2 separate regions of the Mus musculus genome follow, and region 1 is linked to region 2. A link is a contact called in public HiChIP or PLAC-seq data. All regions are on one chromosome and are shown on one strand. The core of a region is the stretch at or near the end of the contact, and the rest is flanking DNA. Distances in the headings are between cores, read along the strand shown. Region 1 overlaps B4galnt3 (beta-1,4-N-acetyl-galactosaminyl transferase 3). Region 2 overlaps Wnt5b (wingless-type MMTV integration site family, member 5B).

Evidence for each region. HiChIP or PLAC-seq counts read pairs in DNA pulled down with a chosen protein or histone mark.
Region 1: an H3K27ac HiChIP or PLAC-seq map of regulatory T cell precursor shows a contact between it and region 2, with 5 times the contacts expected there. The contact joins two enhancer-like sites. A contact is called at or near these places in 1 of 484 Hi-C or Micro-C datasets (bone marrow-derived macrophages), 7 of 115 datasets of contacts at active chromatin or transcription factors (CD4 T cells, bone marrow-derived dendritic cells, embryonic stem cells and 3 more) and 1 of 9 other capture datasets (embryonic stem cells).

The regions. Positions count from the first base shown.
Region 1 is chr6:120,259,210-120,266,067 of GRCm38.p6, forward strand. The region is part of intron 1 of B4galnt3 (beta-1,4-N-acetyl-galactosaminyl transferase 3); the gene reads right to left. Among named protein-coding and RNA genes, the nearest start is that of B4galnt3, 32 kb to the right of the region's middle. Within about 2 kb of position 5,227, at least 55 of the 459 cell types and tissues checked have an H3K27ac peak or open chromatin away from gene starts, as enhancers often do. A contact at or near this core is called in regulatory T cell precursor, where this site is marked.
Region 2 is chr6:119,506,405-119,512,923 of GRCm38.p6, forward strand. The region is part of intron 1 of Wnt5b (wingless-type MMTV integration site family, member 5B); the gene reads right to left. Among named protein-coding and RNA genes, the nearest start is that of Gm30690, 8.3 kb to the right of the region's middle. Within about 2 kb of position 3,482, at least 48 of the 459 cell types and tissues checked have an H3K27ac peak or open chromatin away from gene starts, as enhancers often do. A contact at or near this core is called in regulatory T cell precursor, where this site is marked.

The DNA of each region.
Region 1 (6,858 bases), core at 3,977-6,476, 750 kb after region 2:
AATCCTTCCCACAATCTTCCTGCCTCAGCCCTCCCCATGCTGGGATTACCGCAGTTCACCCCAACACATTCTGTGATCCAACACTTAACACACAGAGAAGAAACTTTAAGTAGTTTCCCTTACAATACTATATCACCTCTGGTCTATTCAAAATAGTTTCCTCTCTAAAAGCTGAACCACAGGATTTTTTCAGAGCTGTATCTCTGGGATTACTCAGCTGCAACCTGTAGTGTTTTAGAGGTTAAAATCAGAGGCGAGCCGGGCTACAGTCTGGTTTCTAAGAAGAGCGAGGACTGAGGCTTAACTGGCTCAAATCTATGCAAATGAAAGAAAGGAGAAGAAGATGGCCGAGGCTGCTCGCGGCAGAGCTCCCGCTTGTCTGATCTGGGTCTCTTCGTGGGAGAGTTGGAAACCCCACACAGGCTCCACACAGCTTTGTTTGTAGGTCTTTGTTCTCTTCCTATCAATCCAGGTTGAGGACAGTTTGAGAGGCAGACCTATTCAGACCCCTATCTCCCTGAAGATAGAAATCCTAGGCCTGGGTAATGCGAAACAAGGGTCTTTGGGACACTCCCCGCCATGACAATGAGGTGCTGTGGTGAGCAGACACCACCTCACTCGGTGGGAGAGCTCTCTCACAAAGCAGTGAGAAAGGCTTGCAGAAGCCAAGCCAACAGAGGGACAAACATCTACCCCATCTCAACAAGAGCTAGTTCTTGATTTGGGGGTTTACTCAAAGCAGTTCTCAAAAAATTAGAACTAGAAGAGAAGAAAGAAGGAAAAGAAAAACTTCTATAATCTGGGATCAGGGGGGAGGGGTGCAGTGTAGTTCAGGGGTGAAGACTGGAGAAAAGGGGTGTTATGAGAGCTGTTGCGCTGCCTGTGTCGTCTGTCTCTTCTTCTTCTTCTTCCTTTCTTCTTCTTCTTCTTCTTCTTCTTCTTCTTCTTCTTCTTCTTCTTCTTCTTTTTTCATTTCTCCTCTTTTCTTTTCTCCTCTTTTCTTTTCTTTTCTTTTGTTTTTCTCTTCTTTTCTTTCTCCTGTTTTTGGAACTCCCTCTGTGGACCAGGTTGGCCTTGAACTCTTCTCCCTGAGTGCCAGGGTTAAAGGTATGTGCTACCCTTCTTGTGGTCCTTTCCTTAGATAAGCTCAGCTCGATGGACATTCATCCTTTTATTTATTCACTAGATATTATTTCATTCAAGAAAGAAAGTTAAAACTCAAGTTGCCTCAAAGCTGACAAAATAGTTCAGACATTACATAGCAAGAATACTCACTGAGTTCCTTCTAAGACTGCAGATGCACAGAGAAAGGAGAGAGAGTCAGGACATGAGGGCAAAGAATTAGAAAGGAATTTAAAAGCCAGCACTGGAGAGGCAGAGGCAGGCAGATCTCTGTGAGTTCGAGGCCAGCCTGGTCTACAGGATGAGTTCCAAGACAGCCAGGGTTACACAGAGAAACCCCATCTTGAAAAACAAACAAACAAACAAAGATTTAATAACATGGTGTGGTGCTTTAAATATGTTTGGCCCATGGGAAGTGTGGCCTTGTTAGAATAGATGTGGCTTTGTTGGAGGGTGTGTCACCGTGTAGGCAGGTTTTGAGGGCCCCTAGTGCTCAAACACTTTCTGCCTGCCTTTAGATCAAGATGTAGAACTCTCAGATCCTCCTCCAGCACCATGTCCGCCTGGATACTGCCATGCTTCCTACCATGATGATAATGGGCAGAACCTCAGAAACTTTGAGGCAGCCCCAATTAAATGTTTTACTTTATAAGAGTTGCCTTGGTCAGGTTGTCCCTTCAGCAATGAAACCCTAACTAAGACACATATTAGTGTGTGTGTGTGTGTGTGTGTGTGTGCGCACATCTCACACTTTGTTGAGAATTGAACCCAGGGTCCCACGAATACAAACTAAAGTATACTCCAGTCCAGAATATCACAATATTCTTAAGGAATCTTCTACAGGAGTGAATGTTTAGTTAAAAAAAAAAAAAAAAAAAAAGGTAACCCTATGAAGTAATGAATATGCTAACTGGGTGGACTTAGCACTTCTGTGATCCATCTTCCACCCACCAGAAGTAATGTAGTAAAAACTAGTAAGTAAACAACTGATATGCAGACATTAGAAGAGAAGAGAGTTCAAGCAGGAAGGCTGCTTAGGTGGTAGATGGTAGACACACCTGGGTGGGCCCTCTCTCTCGATGACCTGGGATTATAGGCAGATGGAGCTACACATCAGACCTCAATTTGCTTCTGGGCTCACCCTTGTTGCCATCTTTTCTGGGCATAGGTGATCTGCTTCCTGTTTAGTGTCCTGTCATCCCTTCCTAGGACATGATGGGAATCAACAAGAAAATGATATACTTTATAATGTGTGATTTGAGACTAGGGGAGGAGGGGGTTCCACTTCAAACCCACTCTGCCTGTTCGTTTCCTAACCCAGGGATCTCAAAACTGACTTAACATGGATGACCTGAACTCCATTCTAGCCCGTGCACACATACAGGTTCCCACACACACATAGGTTCGCACACACACACAGGTGCAGCAGCTCCATCACTGCACACTTGGCACAGAGCAGGGAATGCACAGAGGTGGCAAAACGCCAGCTCTGCCCAGCGTCTACGTGTTCTTCTTCACCTCAGCACACAGCATGTCTACTGTGAGGGCAGCCGACCACCCTTCTCTCCCCTCCCCCTGCCTGTGATTCCTAAACTGGAACTGGCCAGCCCCTTTAACTGCCTCTTCCACTCCACACCTGTAATCACGGCTGAGGCCTCTGCCAGCTTTGGATGACTGTGGGTGTCAAAGCTCCCAGCCCAGAGGCCACTGCAACCTTCTCTAGATGTCCCTTCCTCCTGCACTCACTCACTTTCCTGAGCTTTCCTTCCCAGACTCACCCTTTCTCCAGCTCTCCTCCCTTCCTTTTATTGACCTTGGTTTTCTTTCTTTCCCACAACTTTCAGTCTGGTACCTATTTTATATGGGCACAAGGTGGGAAGATCTTTGTAAAAAGGGATGGGAGTAAAGGAGACTGTCTCCCCCGTGGCTGTTATGCCTGTCTTTTATGGCTAAGGGGATATAAAAGGGTGTGAGGAATGTTACCATGCCTTCCTTCAGTGGCATGGGAGCACCACACTGTTTTTCCAGGGGCTTGGGAGCACTGCACTGTTTCTCAGTAGCATCACACCCTTTTCTTACATCCTGGCCTCTCCCACTCTCAGTGCTCTCAGGGTGTCAGGCTCAGGACGACCACCTCCATCCGTTCGGTCTCTGCTGTCACTGTCACAGTGTCCACCTACTCTTCACAGAGGAACCCTCAGCGGCCTCGTCCTATGTAGAAGATAATCTCTACTGTCCCCTTGTCAGGAGATGCTCAAAATACCTCCCTGTAAACAGCAGCCTGTCAGCACGTCATCTCCACCTAGATGAGGCGGCTGGATGTGTAACCGTAACTGCTGTTGAAGAATCTTTTCAAGCAAACATCTCAAGTATGTAGACATCTGTGCATTTTTGTAACTGCAAGGGCCATACATTCAATAATTTGATTTGCATATTAATAAAATTAATTCAGCCTATTGTGTTAAAAAAAAAATGCGGCCCTGTGTGTGGCCACCTCATCCTACTATACTTTATCTTCCATAACCAACTCTGCATGTGGTGAGACAGGACATAAAAATCTCATCCTCTGAAAGCTGCCTGCTCAACTGGAAGTTTGTGTTGTCATCCTGAGCACAAAGAAATGTGCCACGCCTAAAGATGATCTCCAAGCGGCCTGATGTCATTGACTGACTGATGCTCCAGAGAAAGAGACCTGACTCAGAACGGCCAATGGCACCACTCGGACCTCCTCTGACTCTGCACTTTGCCTCTTCTGAGGTCCACACCCTCTTCCTGAGCTTAGGTGTTCCTGGCTGAAAACTGGGCCCAACAAGCCACTACCAAAAAGAACAGGGGAAAAACTTGCCAAGAAGAGCCACTGAGGTGAATAGGATCACAGTCCTATCACTGGGGAAGAGCGAGCTGATGAGGCCACACAGCCAAGGATCCCGTGGAAACCCATAACTACTGTCCCCAGGGCCTGCCCCTGCACTCTGCATCTCCACCTCAGCTCAGCGGGGTAGAGCTTGGCTCCTCTCCCCAGGCAAACCCTAAGCTCTCTGAGGGCCGCCAGGCACCTCGCCTCCCTCCCTCAGTGAGCAGTGGGATCATTTAACCTTAACAGAGAGCAAGAGAGCAAAGGACGAAGAGGTTCCTTTGGAAGAAAATCCAACAAGTCCCCACGGAGCCTCACTGTGCTTGTCACTGCTTTGCTGACGCAATTTACCGTCACTTTCTCAATGACGTGAAAAAACCCAGTGGCAAGGAAGCCAGCTTTAACAGTAAAGAAACTTAAGAAGAGACAACACTCCTTACTCCACCAAGTATTCTCCGGAGCAGAGACTCAAAAGCTACTGCAAGCTTCATGGTTAACTCCTGCACTCATTCCTTCTTTTAATCAGTAATTAATGAATTGTCTACTGTGTGTCATCTAGCTACACAAAGACCAAAGGACAGAACTCTCGGCCTCGAGCAGCTGCAACAGTGTTCTACCACTAAGCTATGCCCCAGCCTCAAGTCTCTTTTCCCTGAGCCTGTGTTACACTTAGGTTTCTTCAGAGGTGAAAGGAGGTGCTTGGCCGCATCTAATGGGGTACGGGTGGGTGAGCTGAAGACTGTACGAGGTCAGTAGGTTTGGAAAGTGGGGTCATCGAGGGTTCCAAGACCTACATGACTTCTTATCTGTATGATAAATAGTAAGGATGGAGTGTGTGTGTGTGTGTGCGCGCGCACAAGAGAGAGAGAAAGAGAGAGACAGACAGAGACGGAGAGACATACAGAGAGGATCTCAATGTGCCATCTTTCATCTGGCAAGGAACATTTCCCCCAAAGACCTCATTCACAGCTCCACACTGCAAGCTGTAAGCCTGAGGTTCACTTTATAGGTCAGAAATCTGAGACACAGACAGGAAATGGGCTTTGTACAAGAGCCCAGGGAGGATCTGTCAACTGATCGCAGAAAACTCTGGCTCCTAGGAGACACACCAGCGAGGAGGGAGGAGGGGGCCAGCGGGAAGAGGGTATAAGTGACAGTTTCCTGCCTGGTGATGGAGACAGCAGAGGCCCCGAGACTGTAGGGTGTGGCTGCTGAGTGGTGAGAGGTGTGGAAGTGAGAAGGAACAGGTATTTGGGCTATAAACCAGGGAAGCCTTGTGGTCAGGTGAGTCACTGTGCACAACGCCCCACAATCCCTGGGATCTCACTGCTGGGAAACGCTGGCTGGAAATGAATGCCAGGCCAAAACTTTCTACCTTACTGCGTCTGTTGAAACACTGTATCTCATCTTGGTAGGGTTTCCTATCCAGGAACTTGTTTAACCAAGCAGGGTGATCAAGGATGACAAGTCACAAGGACATCAACACCACAGTGTAACAGGGATCATCTGCATACTCATTTCCTCACTGTCATATAGACTTTATTCAACGATGTCACCTAGGGCCAAGCAGTCTGCTTACGATTAAGCCACAGGCCCCAGGCTCGCTTTGACCTCGCTGTACCCTTCTTGGCTTTGTCACCCCAGGATTGTCCTTTTACCTGTCTGCATTCTTTTCATATGTTTGCTCCTATCCCTCTGCCTTTCAAGATGGGCTCACTGGCCCGAAACTAGATATATAGTCCAAGCTGGAGTTAAACTCATAGAGATCCCACTGCATCAGCCTTCCAAATCCTGGGATTGCAGGTGTGAACCGACACTCTTCTTCCCATGTCTCTCAGCACTATCTCCCCAACATCCTTGTCCTTATCATTTGGGATGCAATACCCAGAGTGTTTGTTACCTGTGGCTGTAATCGAATACTTTGCTTCCACCCTGAATGTGTACTAAGAAAGTGCTGGGAAAAAAAAAGAAAGAAAGAAAGTGCTGAACATGACTGGCAGGCAGAAGAGGGCTCACCAATGACAACTGCATCAAGTTAGAGCACCCGACAGCCAAATGCGCAGGAGCTGGAATCTCAGCTTAGGACACAGAAAGCCCTGTCAACAGGTGACAACTCACAGGTCAGTCAACTACTGAGCCTGTGTCCTAAGGAATGTGATGGGCAAGCTAACCTGCAGCTGTATCAGATCTCATCCTCCTGATCAGAAAACCCAATCCACACCCATCCAGTCTCCTGTGAAGCCCAGCAAGATATCCCGGCGTGGTTTCCTCTACCCTTTGCACTGAGCCTTAGAGGGACCTGGATCCTACCTAGGGCACGGGGCAGGTCTATGGAGAGTGTGGCCTTTCCAGCCAGCTCAGAAGCACTCATGAATCCACCAGTCTCTCCTATACACTGAGTTCCTGCTGGAAGGACCACACTGCCTGCCGCATAGTCTAAGTGAAAAGGCAGAAGTATCGTCAGAAGACATCTCTGCCTCTGATGAACAGGGTAGCTCCCAGCTTCACCTGTCAATCAAGATCATCAAAATGTGATTTGTAATGATGGCTGGGCCCCATACAGAGCTGCTGTATTCGAATTCTCAGGCTCCCTTGGTGGTTCACTATGGGCTAACTGGGAGCCAACAACTTTTAGGGAACAATAGATCATGTCACTGGACAACCCTCATCCCATAGTTCTTGGATCCAAACTTCTCTAAGCCTTTGCATAAAAGACAAGCCAAGAAAGGAGGGGCTAGGATGTGTAGCACAGTGGTGGGATATTTCCTTCAGCATGCACAAGAGCCTGGTTCAATCCCCATATACAAACGGATGATGCTTTCTTGATCACGGTGTAGAAATGATCATATCTGTACATCCTCTTCACAACTACCCTTCAAATA
Region 2 (6,519 bases), core at 2,232-4,731:
AAGGCCACATCTCCAAAGCCTCCCCCAATAGCACTACCCACTGGAGACAAATATTCAAATGAATGTGCATATGGGGGACATTTCCCAAACCACCACAAACCAGTACTAAGGCCATTGTTCCCTAGGCAGGATGCCATAGCTGCTGTGCTGATTTCAATAAGGACGGCCTCCATAGACTCATATGTCCGAATCCTTGATTCCCAGTTGATGGGATTATTTGGGCAGGATTAGGAGGTGTGGCCTTGTTGGAGAAAGTGTGTCACTGTCATTGGGAGCGGTTTTTGAAGTTTCAAAAGAATCTATGATTCCCAGTGCTCATTCTTGAGTGCTCCCCCCACCCCTCTCCCTCTCTCCCTCCCCTTCCTCTCTTTCTCCCTCCCTCCCTCCTGCAGATCAACATATGAGCTCCCAGCTGTTCCTGCCACCATGCGTTTGCACTGCCATCATGGACTCTGAAACTGTAAGCCCAAATTATACACTTTTTAATTTTATAAGTTGCCTTGGTCGTGGTGTCTTATCACAGTAATAGAAAAGTAACTAAGACATTGGCCAAAGCTGAGAGGGGCTAATCAGGGAGGAAAAGAGCATTAACTTCAATTAAGGCTCTCCCCCCCCCCCAACCAGGCAAGCCTGGGTCTCTAAGAGTGAACTTCATACAACAGTCAGTTCATGCCTCAAGAACCACTCTCTGCACAGACAGTTCTGGGGTGCGAAGAAGGAACCCCTGCCACCACCTCTTCCTCCCCCTCTTCCTCCTCCTCCTCCTCTCCTCTCTTCTTCCTCCTCTTCTTCCTTGTCCTCTTCTTTAGCTCTGCTAAGCCTGCCCACGAACTCAGAAAGGTGTAACATTTCTTTTCTTTTTCTTTTTCTTCTTCTTCTTTTTTTTTTTTTTTTTTTTGACAGGGTTTCTCTGTGTAGCCCTCCCTGGCTGTCCTGGAACTCACTTTGTAGACCAGGCTGGCCTTGAACTCAGAAATCTGCCTGTCTGTGCCTCCCAAGTGCTGGGATTAAAGGCGTGCACCACCATACCCAGCTACATTTCTTTTCTGCCTTGTTTTGAAACAGGCTCTCACTATGTAACTCTGGCTGGCCAGAAACTGCCTTTGTAGACCAGGCTGGCTTTGAACTCAGAGAGCTCCCTGCCTCTGCCTCCTGAGGCCTGGGACCAAAGGCCATCTTCTATCTCTCTCTCCCTTTTGGATAATAGCCAAAGTCTGAATGTGTTTTCTCTGATACTTTAGACGTTTCCTGAAGCAACCTTACTGCTTGCTTCTATGTGTCTGCTTGCTGCGCTGACTCAAGAGGCATGGCTGTCTGTCCTCTTCTCCATATCCCTTCCCTGCGACTGCTGAGAGGTAGAGATTGCTCAGTCTGTTGTTTTTTTTTTTTTTTCTGCAATCCTAATAATAAAATCAGCTTCAAGCTTCCTACTAAATCTTACTTGTCTTAGTTTGGGTTTTATTGCTAAGAATAGACACCATGATCAAGGCTAGTCTTTTTTTTTTTTTTCTTTTTAAGATTTATTTATTTATGTATATGAGTACACACTGTAGCTGTACAGATAGTTGTGAACCTTCATCTGGTTGTTCAGAATTGAATTTAGTACCTCTGCTCCCTCAGGTCGGCCAGGTGGTTTGTGAGCCACCATGTGGTTGTTGGGATTTGAACTCAGGACCTTTGAAAGAGCAGTCAGTCCTCTTACCCGCTGAGCCACCTCACCAGCCCCCAAGGCTAGTCTTATAAGGAAACTATTTCATTGGAGCTGGCTTACAGTTTTAGGGGTTCAGTGCATAATCATCATGGTGGGAAGCACGGCAGTGTCCAGGCAGATACGATACTGGAAGAGCCAAGAGTGCTACATCCTGATGGAAGGCAGCCACGAAAAGACTTTCTTCCGCAGGGTCTCCTCTGCACTGGGGGGTAGCTTGAGCATAGGACCTCAAAGCCTACTCCCACAGTGACGCACTTCCTCCAACAAGGCCACTCCCACTACAAGGCCACATCCACTGCAAGGCCACACCGCCTAACAGTGCCACTTCCCGTGGGCCAAGCATATTTAAACCACCACACAAGTTCAAATTATTTTACTAACAAGACTAACAACCCAAAAGAGAAACTGATTTCCACAGTAAAATATAGCTCCTCACTAGGTCATTTCAAAGTTTCTAGTAATAATTTTTTTTTTTTGAAACATGTAGACCAGACTGGCCTGGAATTCACAGAGATCTGCCTCCCAAGTGCTGGGGTTAAAGGTGTGTGCCGCCATGCTTGGCCGTCTAATGACACTTCTTTGTGGTTAGCATGCTTGAGTGCCACCGTGCTTGGCTCATCTTTCTTATGGGTTCTTGTAGGGCAGTTTTGCTGGTGACAAATGCCCTGTCTCTGTTTACCAGAAAGGAGTTGTTGCCTTCCTCTGGAAGGATGATCTCAGCAGGTGCAGAACTTGAGGGTGATAGACTGCTTTCTCTCAGTTCCCGAAATAATCCACTCCACTCTCTTCCTTGCCTGCCCAGTCCCTGAGCAGTCAGAGGCAATTCTTAGTATTTGGTCTTCTTTCAGGATTGTTTCTTTTTCTTCTATTTCCTGTTATTTAAAAACGTTTTCTTTGGGGGCATTCATCGTGCTTGAAACACCTTGAGCTTCCTGGATCTGTGGTTTTGTGTCTGATGTTACCTTGCAGATGCAGAAATTCTCAGCGGAGTTGTTTTAAATCCCTCCTCCCCCTCTCGTGTCCTTTTGGTGTCCCTGTAACACGTGTTAGCAGCCTGCTGTACTTGTCTCACAGTGCTATTTTTAGTGGTGAGTCCCAGACAGGGTCTCACTGTGTAGCCTTGGCTGGCCTGGAACTCACTCTATAGACCAGGGTAACCTAACTCATAGAGATCCTCCTGCCTCTGCCCCTGGAGTTCTGAGATTGAAGGTGTGCGCCACACCTGGCTGTCTTGTGGTTTTTATTCTCACCTCCTTCTCTGGAACCCTTTCTCCTCGCAGATTGTCAGCATTGGCGGTTTCTCCTGGTGCACCCTTCACTCTGAGACTCTCCTTCGCTGTGTCCACTGAAGGTGCTCCTTGCCTCTGTTAAGTGGTTTTGCTGTGTGGCATTTGCTGTTCAATCTCTCTCTCTCATACATTGCTCATCTGTTCTTACAAGCTGCCAAGCTTCCCATCAGAGTTTTAAATTCCTAGTCCGTTAGAGCCAACATCCCTGTTAAAGCCAAGTCTGGCTCATGCTTACTCCGTCTCATTATTTGAGTTCTAGTCTGTCTTGCAGTTTTTTTCTTCACAGCCAGACATGACTGATCCGTTTCCTATGACTATAACAGGATACCTGCGACTGAGTAATGTATAAAGGAAAGAAGTTCCTTCCAGCTCAAGTTTCCGGAGAGCGGAACGCAATGATCGAGTACCGAATCTGGTGAGGTTTTTCTTGCTTCGCAGTAGAAAGCAGGACAGGATCACACACACAGGAGAATGGAAAGAGTGGGCAGGGCCCCTCATTCCTGCATCGCTGTGCTTTCAGACTTGTTTTTTGTTTTTGTTACAACTAAGATTCTTGTGGGAAACTAGCCACGTCACAAAGCCACTCTTTCTTTTAGGAGACTTAGAGTAAATCTGGCTCCTCATAATGTTGGACTGAGCATGCCCACCAGTGCTTGTAATTATCATATTTCCTTTTTTGAACTATGATCTTAAATTGAACATGCTCAGAAATGTACCAATCACTAATATCCTTTCTCATAAAGATTCCCAAATAAAAAGCCCCCATGCTCCCCTCGGAGAGGCGCCGCTTTGGAGGTGGCTCCAATGCCCCCTTCACTTTCTCCTCCCTTCCCTCCTGGGAGGGCTTCTGGGCTTTGAACTTGCTAAGGTGAGATGCATTTGTGCTGGGTCACATGACCTGCTTGTTGGGTCCTGTTCGGCTAGAGCAGGTACTCATGGGGAACAGCATTTTTACCCTGGGACTCTATGCCTCTGGGACCCACCTCCCAGCAGAGCCACCCTAAGGAATTAAATCCCAACATATAAATTCCTGGAGGCTCATGAAATTGAATACTTTGTCCTCAGTTGGTGACACTGTATGCATGTGTGTGTTGGGGGGCGGGGCGCAGGGGTGGTTGTGGAACCTTAGAAGGTAGAGCCTTGCTGAAAGAAGAGCATCACCAGTGGGGTGGGTTTTCCCTATTTTCAGTTTGCAGCGGAAGGCATTCAACTTCCTGCTTCACTGTCTTCCACCCATGACAGACTCTCCCTCTGGGTCCATGAGCCAAAATAAATGTGTCTGTAAGTTGCTTTGGGTCCCAGTGTCTTATCACCCCAACAAAGGGTAACTGATACAGGCGAACATACTCAAAGTAGTAACTGAGTGAAAGAAACTGTTGCATAGAGGCATTCAGTAACATGGTGGTATGTGCAAGGTGGGGGTTGGGGTGTGGGGCGACGGGGAGGAACACTCCACATTCCCACGATGAGATCTCAGTGGTTTGGTGAGCCTGTGCCCCGGACTCTCAACTTCAGGAGTGCTCTGCAGTATTTGCTGGGGGCGAGGAGTGGAGGAGGGACAGAGTTGTAATTTCCAAGCTCTTTACAGGATGGATAGGAAATGAGACCTTCTACCCTTCATCTTAAATATGTGTGAGTGTGTATGTGTTTACACATACACACACACACAAAGAATGATGATCTCTATTATTGCTGAGGAAGAAAAATACAATTACACCGTGGTAGCTGCACACAAGGAATTCACAAATCCCCCTAGAAAACACACCTGGATGGCCTGTCTCCTCATGCCCCTTGAGGCAGGGGAAGAACTCTATTTCAGACCCTGTTCCTCCATCACCGGACAAAACATTATCACTCGCTAATGATGTCTGCTGAGATCCCAGATGTGAAGGAAATTCACAAAGATGAACGGCCTTCCCCAGGGGGGCGGGGCTCTTCCCATTTGAACAGGAACATACGCCTTGTTCTTTTTTATACTCTGTTTGGGTCTGCAGCCGAGTTTCTCACTATGTCTCTCTGGTCCAGAGGAGTCGTCTTCTCCGTTTATGAACTGGGTTGAATCGTTTCACTTCCATGAGCCAGGGGATACTTTATGGAGGATGAAGAATTAAAGAGGCCTTGGGGCGGTGAGGAAGGAAGTGGGAAGGCCCATGACGTGGCTGAGCAGCCAGGCCAGGCCTCTTCAGGATGGGAGAAAGCTGAAGGCGGTGATTAGTTGGTCTGGTTTAGAAGGTGGGAGACCTTCCTTGATGATCATGGAAAAGTTGCCGGGACATTTCAAGAACAGGCGGACTAGACAAGAAAAAGGCCTATTTGGGCTCTGACTTTATCTAACCAAGTCCACTGCCAATTTTACCTTCCCCTTGCTGCTGAAGACCTTGGGATCTATTTTTCTGAATGTTGCTATGTATGTCTAAATCTGGGACAACACCGCACATCCTCTTGTTGCCTCAGAGGTCCTTCTTGGCTGTGCTCTTTTAAGGGTCCCAGGGCACAGTTTGTCTGTAGGTGACCCTGGCTAACAGCACACCTAACAGTACAGACACTGATAGGTAGGTGTTACAGTGGATCAAAGGTATTTCAGTGAATTGTACCTGTTACAGTGGCTCACAGATGTTACAGTGGCTCACAGATGTTACAGTGGCTCACAGGTGTTACAGTGACACTCACAGGTGCTACAGTGACTCACAGGTGTTACAGTGACTCAACAGGTGTTACAGTGACTCACAGGTGTTACAGTGACTCAACAGGTGTTACAGTGACTCACAGGTGTTACAGTGGCTCACAGGTGTTACAGTGACTCAACAGGTGTTACAGTGACTCACAGGTGTTACAGTGGCTCACAGGTGTTACAGTGGCTCACAGGATCACAGGTGTTACAGTGGATCACAGATATTTCAGTGGATCAAAGATGTTACAGTGGATCACAGGTGTTACAGTGGATCAAAGTGTTATAGTGGATCACAAAGGTTCAGCAATAATTTTCTTGTTTAGTAGTTTTCAACTTTCCCCCAAAGAGCTGAAATTTTCACATAATCATGTTTTGACATAAAAGGACCAAAAACATTTACTCAGCTGAATGTTGGGGAGAGGAAGGGACCTCTACTCTCTGTTAAGTAAGAACTGTCTCGAAGTTCAGTCTCAAAAACTGTACTTTGCAGGTATGCTGTTTTAGGAGACAGGGGCAAGAGGGTCACAGGTTCAAGGCCAGTATGGGCTACACAGCAGGACCATATGTAGACAAAATGCCTATGCCTCCATTCACCCCTCTGTGTTGACAAGTGCACGAAGGGCTCAGATAAATGGTCAGGGCTAGAAACCTGGGGACAAACCCTACTTTTGATCTGTATTCTTCCATTCTCTCTACTATAGCACGCTATCTCTGTGAATATCCTCTGCGCTCATGGAACTACAACGTGGCAACGGTAAGCCACAGAAATGAGTGACTCAGTGCTCTCCCCTTGCCAGCCGCTTCCTGAGACAGGGAGGGCTACTTCTTTCTGCCACATTAGCTCCAAT